Linked DNA regions of Sus scrofa: region 1 is linked to region 2. The links are chromatin contacts, called in public Hi-C maps. All regions are on one chromosome and are shown on one strand. The core of a region is the stretch at or near the end of the contact, and the rest is flanking DNA. Distances in the headings are between cores, read along the strand shown. Region 1 overlaps PRRX2 (paired mesoderm homeobox protein 2). Region 2 holds the start of ASB6 (ankyrin repeat and SOCS box containing 6).

Region 1 (6,684 bases), core at 1,231-3,730, 61 kb before region 2:
ATCCTAGCTTTTGAACAATCGCCCAGGTTAGTGGGGTTTACTGACTCTTGAGCAACCAACTGATTCAATGGGAGGCTAAACTGTTCCATGAGTCTGATAAATGCTTGCATGGAGCGGGTGGGGGTGTCATCAGGCAGGGTGCCCTGGGAAAAGACGACCTTACAGCTGGGTTTGGACAGGACATCTGGCAATGTCTGAGCCTTTCTTTTTTTCTTTTTTGTCTTTTAAGGGCCATGCCATTGGCATATGGAAATTCCCAGGCTAGGGGTCCAGTGGGAGCTGCAGCTGCCAGCCTCCACCACAGCTCACGGCCACGCCAGATCCTTAACCCAATGAGCGAAGCCAAGGATGGAACCTGCGTCCTCATGGATGCTAGTCAGATTCGTTTCCGCTGAGCCACGATGCAAAGTCCTGTCTGAGACATTTCTGATGGTCAGGACTGGGAGAGGGGGCACTATTAGAATTGAACGGATGGTGGCTGGGGATGCCCGTAAAGACCTTTCGTGCCCAGGGCAGACCCCGCATCAGAGAATTCTCTGGTTCACCTTGCCCATCGTGCTGAGGGTGAGGGGCCCTGGTTTGGAGGGAGGACCAGGAGTTGAGGTGCAGTACGTTTGGGGAAGTGGTGCCAGATGCGGGACACCTGTGGGGGTCGGGGAGGTGACGGCTGGGGACTCGGCGCGGCCCCAGCGAGCTGGCCCCGGGTCCTGGACCCACTGCAGCCTTCACTCCTCACCCCTTTTCCTCCAAGAAAAGGCGAAGACGGATGAGACCCTCGGGGGCCTGTGAATCTCTCTCCACCCCCACCCCCACCCTCTCGAGCGGGAAGAAACCTTAAACCGAAATAACAGGGACGTCGCGATGAAAACCCGTGCGATCCGGAGCCTGGGAGCGGACGGAAGCTTCTGGAACACCAGTCCTCGCGAGCAGATTTCCGCCCCCCTTCAGGCAGCGCTGCTTGGGCACAAACCCAACGCAGGAGGCCTTTCAGCCAAAAAAGGAGAGACTTTTTCGGGAAATTTCTGAGCAAATCAAAACTGAGGGGGTTTAAATGAAAACCGTTTTGCAGCCTTGGCCCCGCCAAGTGGGCGCCGGAAGAAACAACTCGTTCTTTGGTCAAACCGCGTGGTGGCTCCGGAGCGGAAACTCTCGCACAAAGGCCTTACTCTCCCCTCCGCCCCGCCAACAGCCCCAGACGTCCGCACCCCAACTTGACACCAGCGGATCTCCACGGGTCTGGAGTCCCATCTCTCCTGAGTTCTCCCCAAGGCACCTCTGATGGGGTGCGCTCAACAGAAGATGGTTTGGACCCGAGAGGACCAGGCGCCGCATCCGCTGTATCCTGGCATCTGCCCATCCAGGCGTTACCCATTCCGCACATGGGGAAACGACGGCTCTGAAAGGCTTGCCCGAGATCACGCAGCCGGGGCTGGAATCCGGGTCTTTGGGGAGGCTCAGCCGGCCGGGGCTGTGAGCCTGGTTCCATGGGGGTCACCTTCTCATCTTCTCGCTCCCAGGAAAGGGGAGGCAGGGGTGGGTCGCACTCTCTGGACCAAGGTCTGGGAGACGCCATGGGGAGGGGTCTCCAAGGCCGTGTCATCTCCCTGGTGCAGAAATGTGTCTGAGTCTCCATCCTAACCCCAGGAGGAAGACCTCACCTCTGGGAGCCCCCAGGGGGACAGTGGCTTATCCAAGGTCACACAGAAGTCCTGGAGTGGCTGGGTTTAACTCAGGCCAGGAGCACAGCAATTGCTTGATAAATGGCTGCTGCCTTTAGCATTGGCTTTTTTTTTTTTTTTTTTTTTGTCTTTTTAGGGCCGCCCGCGCAGCACATGGAGGTTCCCAGGCTAGGAGTCGAATTGGAGCTACAGCTGCCAGCCTACACCGCAGCCGCAGCAACGCAGGATCTGAGCCATAACTACGACCTACACCACAGCTCACGGCAATGCTGGATCCTTAACCGACTGAGCGAGGCCAGGGATGGAACCCACAACCTCAAGGTTACTAGGCAGATTTGTTTCCACTGCACCACTATGGGAATTCCGCCCTTAGCATTCTTGCGTGCAGGCAACCCCCTCCGTGCCTGAAGACAAGGGTCTTTCTTGCTCAGCCCAGCTCACTGTAGAAAGATGGGTTCCAGGCCCTGCTGCGGGCAGAGGCTCAGGAGCGGCAGCCCCGGTGGAGGAAGCTTCAGGCGCGTCTTGGAGGTGACCCGGGACTCAATCCCACAGCTTTGGACTCTGGCACTGGACTCTGCTTCCCAGCGGATGTGCCGGATATTCGTTACCACGAGTTCCTGAATCACCTCCTGAGAAATGTCCTGTGGTGGGCGTGCGTCCTCTGGGGGCTCCACGCTTGAGCTTAAAGCATTTGGAAAATAAATAAATACTCTCTAAGCCTCGGGCCAGCAAGCACTGGGGCCTGATCGGTCCAAGCCGGGCTGCGCCCAAAGTTTCCTTTTGTTCAGCAAAAGTTCTGCTTTCCTCTGGGACTGAAAAGAAAGCCTGAAACCACCTCCACTGATGCGGGCTATTTAGAGGCTCTTGCGAGGGCTGGATCCGGGAGAGATGAACAGAGTCGGATGGGGAGGCCAGCCATGCTCTCTCTCCTTCGAACCCAGAATGACTTTGTCCCTGAAGACATTTCAATGAAAAAAAAAAAAAAAATGACTGGTGCACAGTTTTCTGCCATTAAATTATTTCACACATACCATTTATTTGGCTGACTTCGGGCCAAAGACATTTAAAAACTCAGCTCTCAGCCAAATGATCAAGTGTTCCTGGCTCCTTCCGCTGCACCCATGGTTTTTCTTATTCCATGTAATTTAAGGCTCTAAATAGTCTGGAGGGAATTAACTGCAAATTCTTCCTAAGACAAATAAACCCAAGCCTCTTCGTTCCTGCCTTTCTCAAGCTGTTGAGAGACACCCTCTGTTTGTTTTTGCTCAGATCATCAGCTTGCGCCTGACCCAGGGGCCACGGCGCGCTCCAATGCAAATAAATAACTTTTATTAATTAGCATTTATTCGGACCAAATAAGCAGCCTCCCCCAGCCTGAATGTGATCTCTGCCAACACGTTCACGAAAATAAACAGCGGGTCCCTGAGACCTTGATGTGGATTTAACAAATTAACACTGGGCCTTGGTCAAAGGAGCCTCGAAGCTGCAGAAGTATTTATAGCCAGAAAAGTCTGGGGAAGGAAGTGGAGGTGAAGGGGAGGGGGCTGCAGGGAGGCTACCCCCTGCCCCTCCAACACCCAGGTCTCTTGGTAGAGATTTGGTTTCCTTTGAACGACCCCAGGGAGAATTCTGGAAACTGTGTCCTTTGCTGACGTCCGTGTAGCAATCCCGACTCAGATGACATGGGAGGAACTGCCTCTTGGCCAGGATGTGAGGGGCAGGCCTGGGGGTGATTCAGGAGGTGGGGCTTCCGGCTTAGGACCTCGGGGTGGCCCTGGCTCAGCAGCCGAGTGGCTGCGTGTGTGTGCCTTTATCCAGTCCCAGGCTCGGCAACCTGACTGAGAAATAAGAGTAACGGGAAAGAGCGCATTGAACAATCCGAGCTGGGGGCGCTGAGCCTGATTTTGCAGATGAGGAAATTGAGGCACGGGGGCCAAGCAACCCGCCAAACCACGTGGCTGGTAAAGGCTGGCGCTAGGACTTAAACCTGCAGACTGGCACAGAGCCTGGGCTCTAACCTTGGCATAGGCTGCACGACCCCTCGTGCAGTGGGATTCTGGGGGTCTCTCCAGGGGCTTAGGGTGTACGAGCCAGCCAAGAGGAGGATACTGAATAAGAAACAGGAACCTCTGGGGGGGGGGTCTGAGCCCGAACTCCTGGCATGCAGATCAGGGGGGGTTTTGAGCAGCAGGGGCTTTGAGCGGGGCAGGGTAACTTTGAGGTGCGGGGCGTGCAGGCTGCTCAGCCTGTGAGATCTGCAAGGTCAGGGCCAGGGTCAGGCTGACACCAAGTGCATCACCAACATTGGAGGGAAGAAAGGAAGCATGGACAGAGGGAGGAGGAAGGAGAAGAAACTCTGGATCCTTCTGGAGCAGGGCACCTGCACTTCTGGGGGCTTCCCCAGGAGGCCAGTCCCACCCCAGCGGGAATCTCAAGCAAGGGGCAAGAGTTGGTTTCTTATCTGACAGACTGGCTTTCTTTCTTTTCTTTTTTCTTTTTATTTTTTTGATGGCCGCGCCCAAGGCATGGGGACATTCCCAGGCCAGGGATGGAATTTGCGCCACAGCAGCAACCCGAGATGCTGCAGTGACACACCGGAGCCTTAAGCCACGGAGCCACCAGGGAACTCGGGTTCTTAGTCTTGAATACTCAGGGACCAGGGCTAAGGCACCAAGGAAGGAGAAGATGTCTCAGCATCACCTCCCTGGCGGTCCCCGGCAACCTCAGGCGGGGCGGCAGGACATCTCTGCCTTACAGAGGAGATGGAGGAAGGCCCGGAGACGGGCCAGGGCTATCCAGGGTCACACAGCAAGTGAGAGCCCTTCCCCCTGCAAACCCAGGCCCTCTCTCTTCTCACTACATCCTTGGTAGCCACTTGGCAGGGATAACGGAGGGAGGAGGTGGCTGCAGCCCCCAGCCCAGCCCCAGGCAAGTCTGACAGCAAACATGACGGAAGGATGGGGTCTGGCTCTATCCACTGGGTGGGGTCCCCAGGCCGCCCAGGCGGGCAGCGGCAGGACAGGGGACCTCAGGCCGTCTCAGCGCCCCTGGCCCAGATTCACACTGGACGTGCACATCCGCTCCCTGCGGACCCCTGCCTATTCCATTCCTGGGCTTGCGCCTTCTCTTCTTTGCCTCCCTGGCTCACCCGCAGGTCTCAGCAGAAGGCTGCCTCCTCCAGGAAGCCATCCCAGACCACACCCCTCGTAACCCTGTCTCACTATAGGGTCCATGTGGGGTCCTGTGTCCAGCAGGGACTGGAACTTACGGTTTCCTGTCTCCCTGGGCCCCATCACAGGGTCTGGGCCAAGGTAAACTCTCCACCAATTGTGGAGAGAACGAATGAATGAACAGACGAATGAACAAATGAGGAGACACTGGAAGAGTATGGGAGGAGTTCAGAGTCTGTCCCCCTGTCCAGGGCTGTCCCCAGGGGCCAGGTTCTTCTTTACGGAGCCATAGAGGTCTGGCCAGGACTGAGTCACGACAGCATGTGTCACAGGACAGGAGGGAGGGGCTGGGGTGATGGCGTGGGGCAGTCAGCCAGCGACACCCACTGTCCAGAGCATCCCTCTAAAGGTGTTTCACCTCAGTAATTTTTTTTTTTTTTTTTTAGGGCCATACCTGCTGCATATGGAGGTTCTCAGGCTAGGGGTCAAATTGGAGATACAGCTGCCGGCCTACACAGCAGCCACAGCAACATGGGATCCGAGCCACGTCTGTGACTACACCACAGCTCACAGCAACGTTGGATCCTTAACCCATTGAGTGAGGCCAGGGATCGAACCCACATCTTTATGGATATTAGTCTGGTTTGTTACTGCTGAGCCACAATGGGAACACCTCACCTCATTAATTTTGAACAAAACCTCAAGATGCTGGTACATTTGGATAACCACCGGTCCGGAGAGGAGAAGGTATCAGCAGAAGGAAGGCGAGGAAGGCAGACTCGGTGGGGTTCAAGGAGTCAGAGCGGTCCCCTGGGGCCCCATCCAGCCCCCACGGACTCACAGGCCTCAGCCAGCATGTAAGAAGCCAGGGTCATGGTCCATCCCAGCCTGGCACTGCTGTGACCCCGCCCCCCCGCCACTGCCCAGCTTGGGTCCAGGAACCAGTTTGGCTACGAGGAGGTCTTGGCTGGTTCAGGCAGACCCTGGGGTCTCGAGGAGCCTGAGGGAAGCTCCGCATGTTCTCTCAAAAGCCTTAGCAGGAGTTCCCGTTGTGGCTCAGTGGTTAACGAATCCAACCCGAGGTTGTGGGTTTGATCCCTGGCCTTGTTCAGTGGGTTGAGGATCCAGCATTATCATGAGCTGTGGTGTAGGTCGCAGACTCGGCTCGGATCTGGTGTTGCTGTGGCTGTGGTATAATCTACAGCTCCGATTAGACCCCTAGCCTGGGAACCTCCATATGCTGTGGGTGCAGCCCTAAAAAGACAAACAGGCAAAAAAAAAAAAAAAAAAAAAAAAAGCCTCAGCAGAGCCCTGGAGGCAGCTACAATGAATTTTGGGTCTCTCGGGGTCGAGACCTCCTTTTGTACAGGTACGAAGGACATGGCGAGCTGCACTCATTTCTATCAGGCCACCAGACCCCCCTCTCCACCCCCGCCCCCTGGCAGGAAACCCCAGTGGGCGGGCCAGTGCTCCAGGAGGACTGCCTTACGGGACAGCACAAGCTCCTGCCACCTCTGGGCCTTTGCACCTGCTGTTCCCCAGGCCTGGAGCACTGCATCCCTCACAATGGACATGGCTAGCTAATGCTTCCCTGCCTTCAGTTTCAGGCAAAGTTGGCCTGTCCTGAGGGTCTTTCCCAGCCCCCAGACCAGGACACATCTCCTTGTTACAGGCTCCTGGGCCCTTTCCCTCTCCCCCGCATCTGTCATTAAGTCATTCTTCTGTTTTGGTACCTGCTTCATGCCTGTCTCGTTCATTGAATCTAAGCTCTAGGAAGGCCAAGGCTGGATTTGCCTTGTCACTGCTGTATCCTCAGGACCAGGCAAGTAGTTTGG
Region 2 (6,629 bases), core at 1,602-4,101:
CAGGAGTTCCCGCTGTGGCACAACAGGATTGGTGGTGGAGCACCAGGACGCAGGTTCGAGCCCCGGCCAGGCGCAGTGGGTTAAAGGCGCTGGTGTTGCTGCAGCTGTGGCGCAGGTTGAAAGCATAGCTCAGGTTTCATCTCTGGTCTGGGAACGCCACAGGCCTTGGGGCGGCCGACAAAGAAAACAAAAAAGTGAGTTCATTCTGGATTAGGGTGGGTCCCAAACCCAGTGACTGGTGCTATTTAGAGAGGACAGGGAGATTAGGACAGAGACACAGACACAGGGAAGAAAGCCACTGGAAGACAGGGGTAGGCAGGAATTCCCTGGGTGGCCCTGCGGGTTAAGAAAAACCCGCATACCCGGATACCCGACTAGTATCCATGAGGATGCAGGTTCAATACCTGGCCTTGCTCAGCGGGTTAAGATTCCACTGTTGACGCAAACTGCTGTATAGTTCACAGATGCGGCTTGGATCCGGGGTTGCCATGGCTGTGGCTTAGACAGGCAGCTGCAACTCTGATTCGACCCCTAGCCTGGGAACTTTCATATGCCTCAGGGGCAGTCTTTAAAAAAAAAAAAAAAAAGACAGGTGGGCAGAGATTGGGGGGTGATGTCACCAAAAGCCCAGCAGTACCTGGGGCTGCCAGAACCTTCCCCCAACCCCAGTTCTGCCACAGACCCCATCTAGCTACTGACACACGCTTTTCCCTTTACCAGGCCTCTCAGCCCTGCGCCGTGGAGCAAGTCACCCAGGATCAAATAGGGCTGTGACACCTTTAGGTCGTCTGGGGGCTGCTGTGCCCTTCAGAGCCTTGACCAATTGGAGGGTGGAGGGTGGACCCTTCAAATGGGAGCAGACATTCCCCGACCCCCCAGGGTAACACCTGGGGAGACTGAGGCACATTGGAGCAAATGCCACCTCCAGATGCGCTTCATTGCCAGACGGGAATATGGGCCCGGGTGTCGGATCGCCTGGTTTTACAGGACAAGCTGGAAATTCTCCATCTCTGTGTGAGCAGTCTCCCAATTTCACTCCAGGAGAAGAGACTTCCAGGATCAAGAACCAGGGCAGGAGTTCCCATCGTGGCTCAGCAGTAACGAATCCGATTAGTATCCAAGAGGATGCAGGTTCAATCCCTGGCCTTGCTCAGTGGGCAGTGGGCAGTGGGTTAAGGATCTGGCACTGCTGCGAGCTGGGGTGTAGCCTGGCAGCTGTAGCTCTGATTCAACCCCTAGCCTGGGAACTTCCTTATGCCCTAAAAGGCAAAGAAAAAAAAAAAAAAATGAAGTGTGCTGGGAACCAGGGATGCTGTGGTCTCCTGGCGAACCTAACCTGGGCTGCCCTACTCCTCTTCCTTGCTCCTTAGGCAGTGGGATGGAGGGACAAAAGGAGGGCTTCTAAGGCCTGATGGGGATTTTTAATAGCTTGTCACCTGATCCGCACAACAACCTTATAAACGGAATCATAAGTGCAGTGAGCAATTATCCAGCCCCTGTTCGGTCCCCATAGCCGGACTGAGGACGCTTTGGATTGGGCTTTCTTGCTAAGACTGTTCGGCTCTTGGGGGCAGGGGAGCCCTTTTCTACTCATTTTTTATGTTTAATCATAGACACATGCGGTTGGCTTTAAACTTGTCTCTAAACGTTTTCTACTTTCCTCAACAGCTCTGGTCTCTGGCAGGTGCTGGACAGGAGAGGCTCCTGAGTCCACATGGGAAGGGGTGGGGGCTGGTGAGACCCAAGCTGCCATGTGAACGGCTGGGACTGGCACACCTCTTCATAACGGGCTTTCCAGAATCATGAGGTCATCAGGGGCGTTCCCGTTGTGGCCCAGTGGAAAACGAATCCGACTAGGAAGCATGAGGTTGTGGGTTTGATCCCTGGCCTCACTCCGTGGGTTACGGATCTAGCATCACCGTGAGCTGTGGTGTAGGTCACAGACACGGCTTGGGTCTGGAGTTGCTGTGGCTGTGGTGTAGGCCTGCTCCAATTTGACCCCTAGCCTGAGAACCTGCGGGTGCAGCCCTAAAAAGCAGGGGGGACAAAAGTGAAGTCATCAGGGCTCCCCTGTGGGCCTCGAGGTTGCAGAGGTTAAATGTGAGGCCCAGGGGTAGATACCTAAACTCCAGAAAAGTACCCCAGGCCCGGTCCCCTTCCTGCTAGGCTACACTTCCACCCACAGTAACAGAGCTCTTGGTCTAGGATCTTGCATGGGTTTGATTATCCCCATTTCACAGATGAAGAAATTAAAGTTCATTGAGTCCATCAAGGCAGAGAAAGGGGAAGAAGCCCCCAGCTGGCAGGGAGAGGAGCTTCCAGGGGACAGAGGCTAAGGAATTGCCCCATCGCCCGTCAGGGTGGATGTGGTCCAGTCGGCGGGGGCGGGGGGGGGGGGGGGGCAAGAGCCAGGCCAAGCCGCGGTCTGACCCAAGCTCAGGGGGGCCAGGGGACACCTGGAGTTCGAGACCCCTCCACTGCCGCAGAGAGTTGGGCAGGGGTCCGGCCGCTGTGCGCAACGGGCGGAGTTCGGACGGCGCCCAGCGGCCGCGGGCGGGATCGCAGGGTGGAGCCAGGCCGGACCGGGAAAGGGCGGGCCAGCGAAGGGCTGGGATCCCGGTGGACTGCAGGTCGGCGCCCTCCATTCTCCAGGGACCCCCGCCGCACAAGATACCCCCAAATCGCGCTCCCGAAGGCGCTCGGTCCTCCCGGACGGCAGAGGGCGCTGTCACCCCGACTCTCTTTCCTGGGCCGGAGGGACCGGAAGTGCAAGTGCGAGAGTCACTTCCGGCGCGGAGCAGCGGGTTGGGCTGTGTATGAGGCCGGGTTCGGGGACTGGACCAGTAGTGGCCAAACCTGGCCAAGACCGCGGCTGCCGGAACGCTCGCAGTCGGCGTCTCGGCCTCAGCGGAGGGTGCGGCCGCCGCAATGCCGTTCCTGCACGGCTTCCGGAGGATCATCTTCGAGTACCAGCCGCTGGTGGACGCGATTCTGGGCTCCTTGGGGATCCAGGACCCTGAGCGGCAGGAACCCCTGGACGGGTAACTCGCTCCCTGCCCCCCTCCGACTCGGCACTGCTCCCCCTTCATTGTCACGACAAACATGGCGGGGCGGGCGGTGTCCCCACCTAACAGATGAGACCGAGACGCGCTGGGGGAAGGGTGCTCCGGGCCAGCGCCCGGAGGGCTGGAGGGTGCGGTGTTTGCAGGGCCTTCGCCTCAGGGCCCCACCCTGCACCCTGCCTGTCATGTGCCCTCCACCTGGAGTTGCAGGGCAGCCGGGTGGCATCTGTGAGCAGTGCGAAGTGAGCTTTCTGTAGCCGAGTTTGCAATTGTACATCCAGGCGCGGGTCTATCCGTGAATCTCTGGGAAGGGTGTTAGAAAGTGAATCGTTTGCGGTACATCAGTGAGCTAAACAAACTCCCAGCCTTCACGATGCTTATGCTCCAGAAAAGAGAGACTGACAATCGTTAGTAAAGTGTTTAATGCCTTAGGTGGAACAGAGGAAAGAGGGATCAGGTGTCTGTTTCTGGGATCAGCTGGAATTGGCGGGGAAGCTGGGTGGGTTGGGGCAAAGGTGCAGAAGGCTTTGCTGCTCTCAGCCTTTGGAAGACGGGGAGGCTGACTGACTTTGGGTGTGAGCAGGCAGGAAGTCTGCTGACTGCCCTGGGCTGGTCCCGCAGTGTCTGGTTCTCACTCTTGGCCACAAGGGTTCCCTTCAGTGCCAACAGTCCAGGTGTATGAGGCTTTGTATCCATGCCAGGGGCCAGATTCTCTGGGCAACATGGAAGGAGGCCGAAGACAACCCCTGTCCTTTCTTGGTAAACCCGAGGCATCTGCTCCAGTAGAAGGATCCAGCTTGGCCCTCTCTCTGCCACAGACCTTTTCTGAAGAGACTTTCTGCCCTGCCTTGGGGGAGTGATTTGGGGGGAGACGGGGGGAATGACATCAGGAGACCAAAGGCCACCCACCCACAGGGTGCCCAGCCAGCTGGTCCCACAGCTGTTCCCACCCTCAACTAGTCCCCCCTCTCCTGCCCCAGACCCAGTTATGTCGCGAGTGAGGAGAGCCGGATCCTTGTTCTCACTGAGCTGCTGGAGAGAAAGGCCCACTCTCCCTTCTACCAGGAAGGCGTGAGCAACGCCCTGCTGAAGATGGCCGAGCTGGGGCTGACCCGTGCCGCTGACGTTCTCCTGCGGAATGGAGCCAACCTCAACTTTGAAGGTCAGCTGGAGCCCAGAGGACCTGGGGTGATAGGTGGCTTAAGTGTGGCCCTGCTCTGGATGGGCGACCAAGCCTTCAGGCTTTTCTCAGGAGCTACTTGCCTCATTTATTTATTTCATGGGTGGTGACCAAGGACAGCCACACTGGGTGGCCTCCCGTCCCCTTGTGGGCTTTCAAGTGGCCCTTAGCCACCTCAAGTCCAAGAGCGAGTTTGTCGCTGTTTCTACCATGAGATTGACTTAGCAGACTCCTCCCAGCTCCCAGCTAAATCGCTTCCATTAATGTGAAAAAGTGGCTGCTGGCACTGTGCCCAGAGCTAAGTAAGGAAAAGTAATTTTCTGCCACTCATTCTGAGGCATCTTGCATTTTTGTTCCTGTCATAGGGAGAGGGGAAAACGGAGAAGACACATTAAGCATAAATCACAGCAGAACCATGCTGGCATCTAGCTTGTGTGCTGGGGGATGGAGACGGGGCCATTTTCGGGGGGGGGAGGTCAGCCAGGAGACTTGCAGACCCTGACTTATAGCCACAGGGGTTTATTTATTTATTTTTTTTTCTTTTTAGGGCTGCACCCGTGGCATATGGAAGTTCCCAGGCTAGAGGTCAAATCAGAGCTTTAGCTGCGGGCCTATGCCACAGCCCCAGCAACGTGGGATCTGAGCCAAGTCTGCGACCTGCAGCTCACAGCGATGCCGGATCCCTAACCCACTGAGCGAGGCCAGGGATCAAACCCTCATCCTCATGGATCCTAGTTGGGATCATTAAAAACTGAGGTTCCCCCGACACGGGGGGGGTTTCATGGTGACACAGGATGTGGCCAGGATGTCCCCCCTCCCCGGCGTAGGACAGGCTCTGAGGCTGCTGGGCTCCTGGAGGTTCAGAGAGCTGGGGTGGGGGAGGGATTTCCCTGGTAGTCCAGTGGTCAAGATTTGGCTTTTCCACCACCGTGGCCTGGGTTCAGTTCCTGGACTTGGAACTGAGATCCCACATCACAGTGACCATTAAAAAAAAAAGGAAAAAAAAGTAGCTGAGGGGGCCAGGGTGGTGGGGTGCATTCTGAAGTCAGTCGCTTGGAGACCCAGCTTGGAGAACCTGGTTTTTATCGCAGGGCTGAAGGAGCTGTCACTCTGAGTGTTCTGCCCAGCAAACCCGTTTTGGGTCCCATTTTACAGAAGAAGAAACCAAAGCCCAGATGTAGCACCATGTCCGTTAGAAGGCCCCCAAGACCTAGGCCTGACTCCAGAGCCTGGGCTCTAGCACCGGCTGAGGGCAGCTGTGTCCTGCCCCCTGGTGGTGGCGGGAGCCCGGGCCTCCTTCCATCAGTGTCCCAGAGGTGCTGGGACCTGTGAGAATGTGCTGTCGGGCAGGCAGGGCTGACTGGCTGCGTCTGCGCCTTCAGACCCGGTCACCTACTACACGGCTCTGCACATCGCCGTCCTGCGAAACCAGCCTGACATGGTGGAGCTGCTGGTGCGCCACGGGGCCGACATTAACCGGAGGGACCGGGTAAGAGCCAGGCCCAGCCTGCTCCGAAGGGGGAGGCGGTAGGGTCCTGAGCAGCCCACAGGCCAACCTGGCTGTGCTTTCCTGGCTCAGATCCATGAGAGCAGCCCCTTGGACCTGGCCAGCGAGGAGCCCGAGCGCTTGCCCTGCCTGCAGCGCCTCCTGGACCTCGGCGCAGACGTCAACGCGGCCGACAAGCACGGTAGGTGCCCCCGTGGAAAAGCGGGATGCGCCTGGGCCAGGGGGCCATGGGAGGGCAGGCCGGGCGCATGCTGGTGCCCTTGCTGACTGGCGGGGGCTCCAGAGGCAGGGCACGGCCAGCCCCACGAGGGCCGTGTGGGAGGGAGCGGGGGTGTGTGCTCAGCTTCTGAGGGACAGGCCTTCTGTTGGGAGAGACCCAGCCAGGTCTCAGGTGGCATCTCAGGATCCAAAAATTCCTCATCTCCCGGCCCCCTGTTGCTGTTTTTGTGTGAGTGAGGAGTCCGGCCGGAAACCCGTCACCCTCCACCGTAGCTGAGATGTCAGCTGTCTTTAAAGTTTGTTTTCGGATCCTGAGCGTCTGTCTCCCCGCACCTCCGGGGCCGCCCTGACCTCGGCCTCCTGGCTCCCCGCTCCTCCTCACTCGCTGTCCGTCCCCAGGGAAGACGGCCCTGCTCCACGCTCTGGCCAGCAGCGACGGGGTGCAGATCCACAACACCGAGAACATCCGGCTCCTGCTGGAAGGAGGTGAGGCCGCCCTTGCACGCGGCGGCGCCGCCTCCGCGGCTTCCCCCTGCCGCCCCGAACACGGGTCTAAGGCCTTCTCCCCCCTCTTCTTCCAGGGGCCGACGTCAAGGCCACCACCAAAGACGGGGACACGGTGTTCACCTGCATCATCTTCCTGCTGGGGGAGACGGTGGGC

What was found. A called contact is a pair of places that touch in the nucleus more often than the background predicts.
Region 1: a contact with region 2 is called in a Hi-C map of skeletal muscle, with 2.3 times the contacts expected there. The contact joins the enhancer-like site here to the promoter of ASB6 in region 2. A contact is called at or near these places in 10 of 47 Hi-C or Micro-C datasets (alveolar macrophages, brain, embryonic fibroblasts and 4 more) and 1 of 2 datasets of contacts at active chromatin or transcription factors (skeletal muscle).

Annotation. Positions count from the first base shown.
Region 1 is chr1:269,891,172-269,897,855 of Sscrofa11.1, reverse strand. The region is part of intron 1 of PRRX2 (paired mesoderm homeobox protein 2); the gene reads right to left. Among named protein-coding and RNA genes, the nearest start is that of PTGES, 30 kb to the left of the region's middle. Within about 2 kb of position 2,480, at least 10 of the 83 cell types and tissues checked have an H3K27ac peak or open chromatin away from gene starts, as enhancers often do. A contact at or near this core is called in skeletal muscle, where this site is marked.
Region 2 is chr1:269,830,428-269,837,056 of Sscrofa11.1, reverse strand. ASB6 (ankyrin repeat and SOCS box containing 6) reads left to right here and starts at 2,851. Exons shown (of 6, transcript NM_001099937.2): 1 at 2,851-3,041; 2 at 4,043-4,224; 3 at 5,625-5,731; 4 at 5,822-5,930; 5 at 6,368-6,454; 6 at 6,550-6,629. The coding sequence starts at 2,929.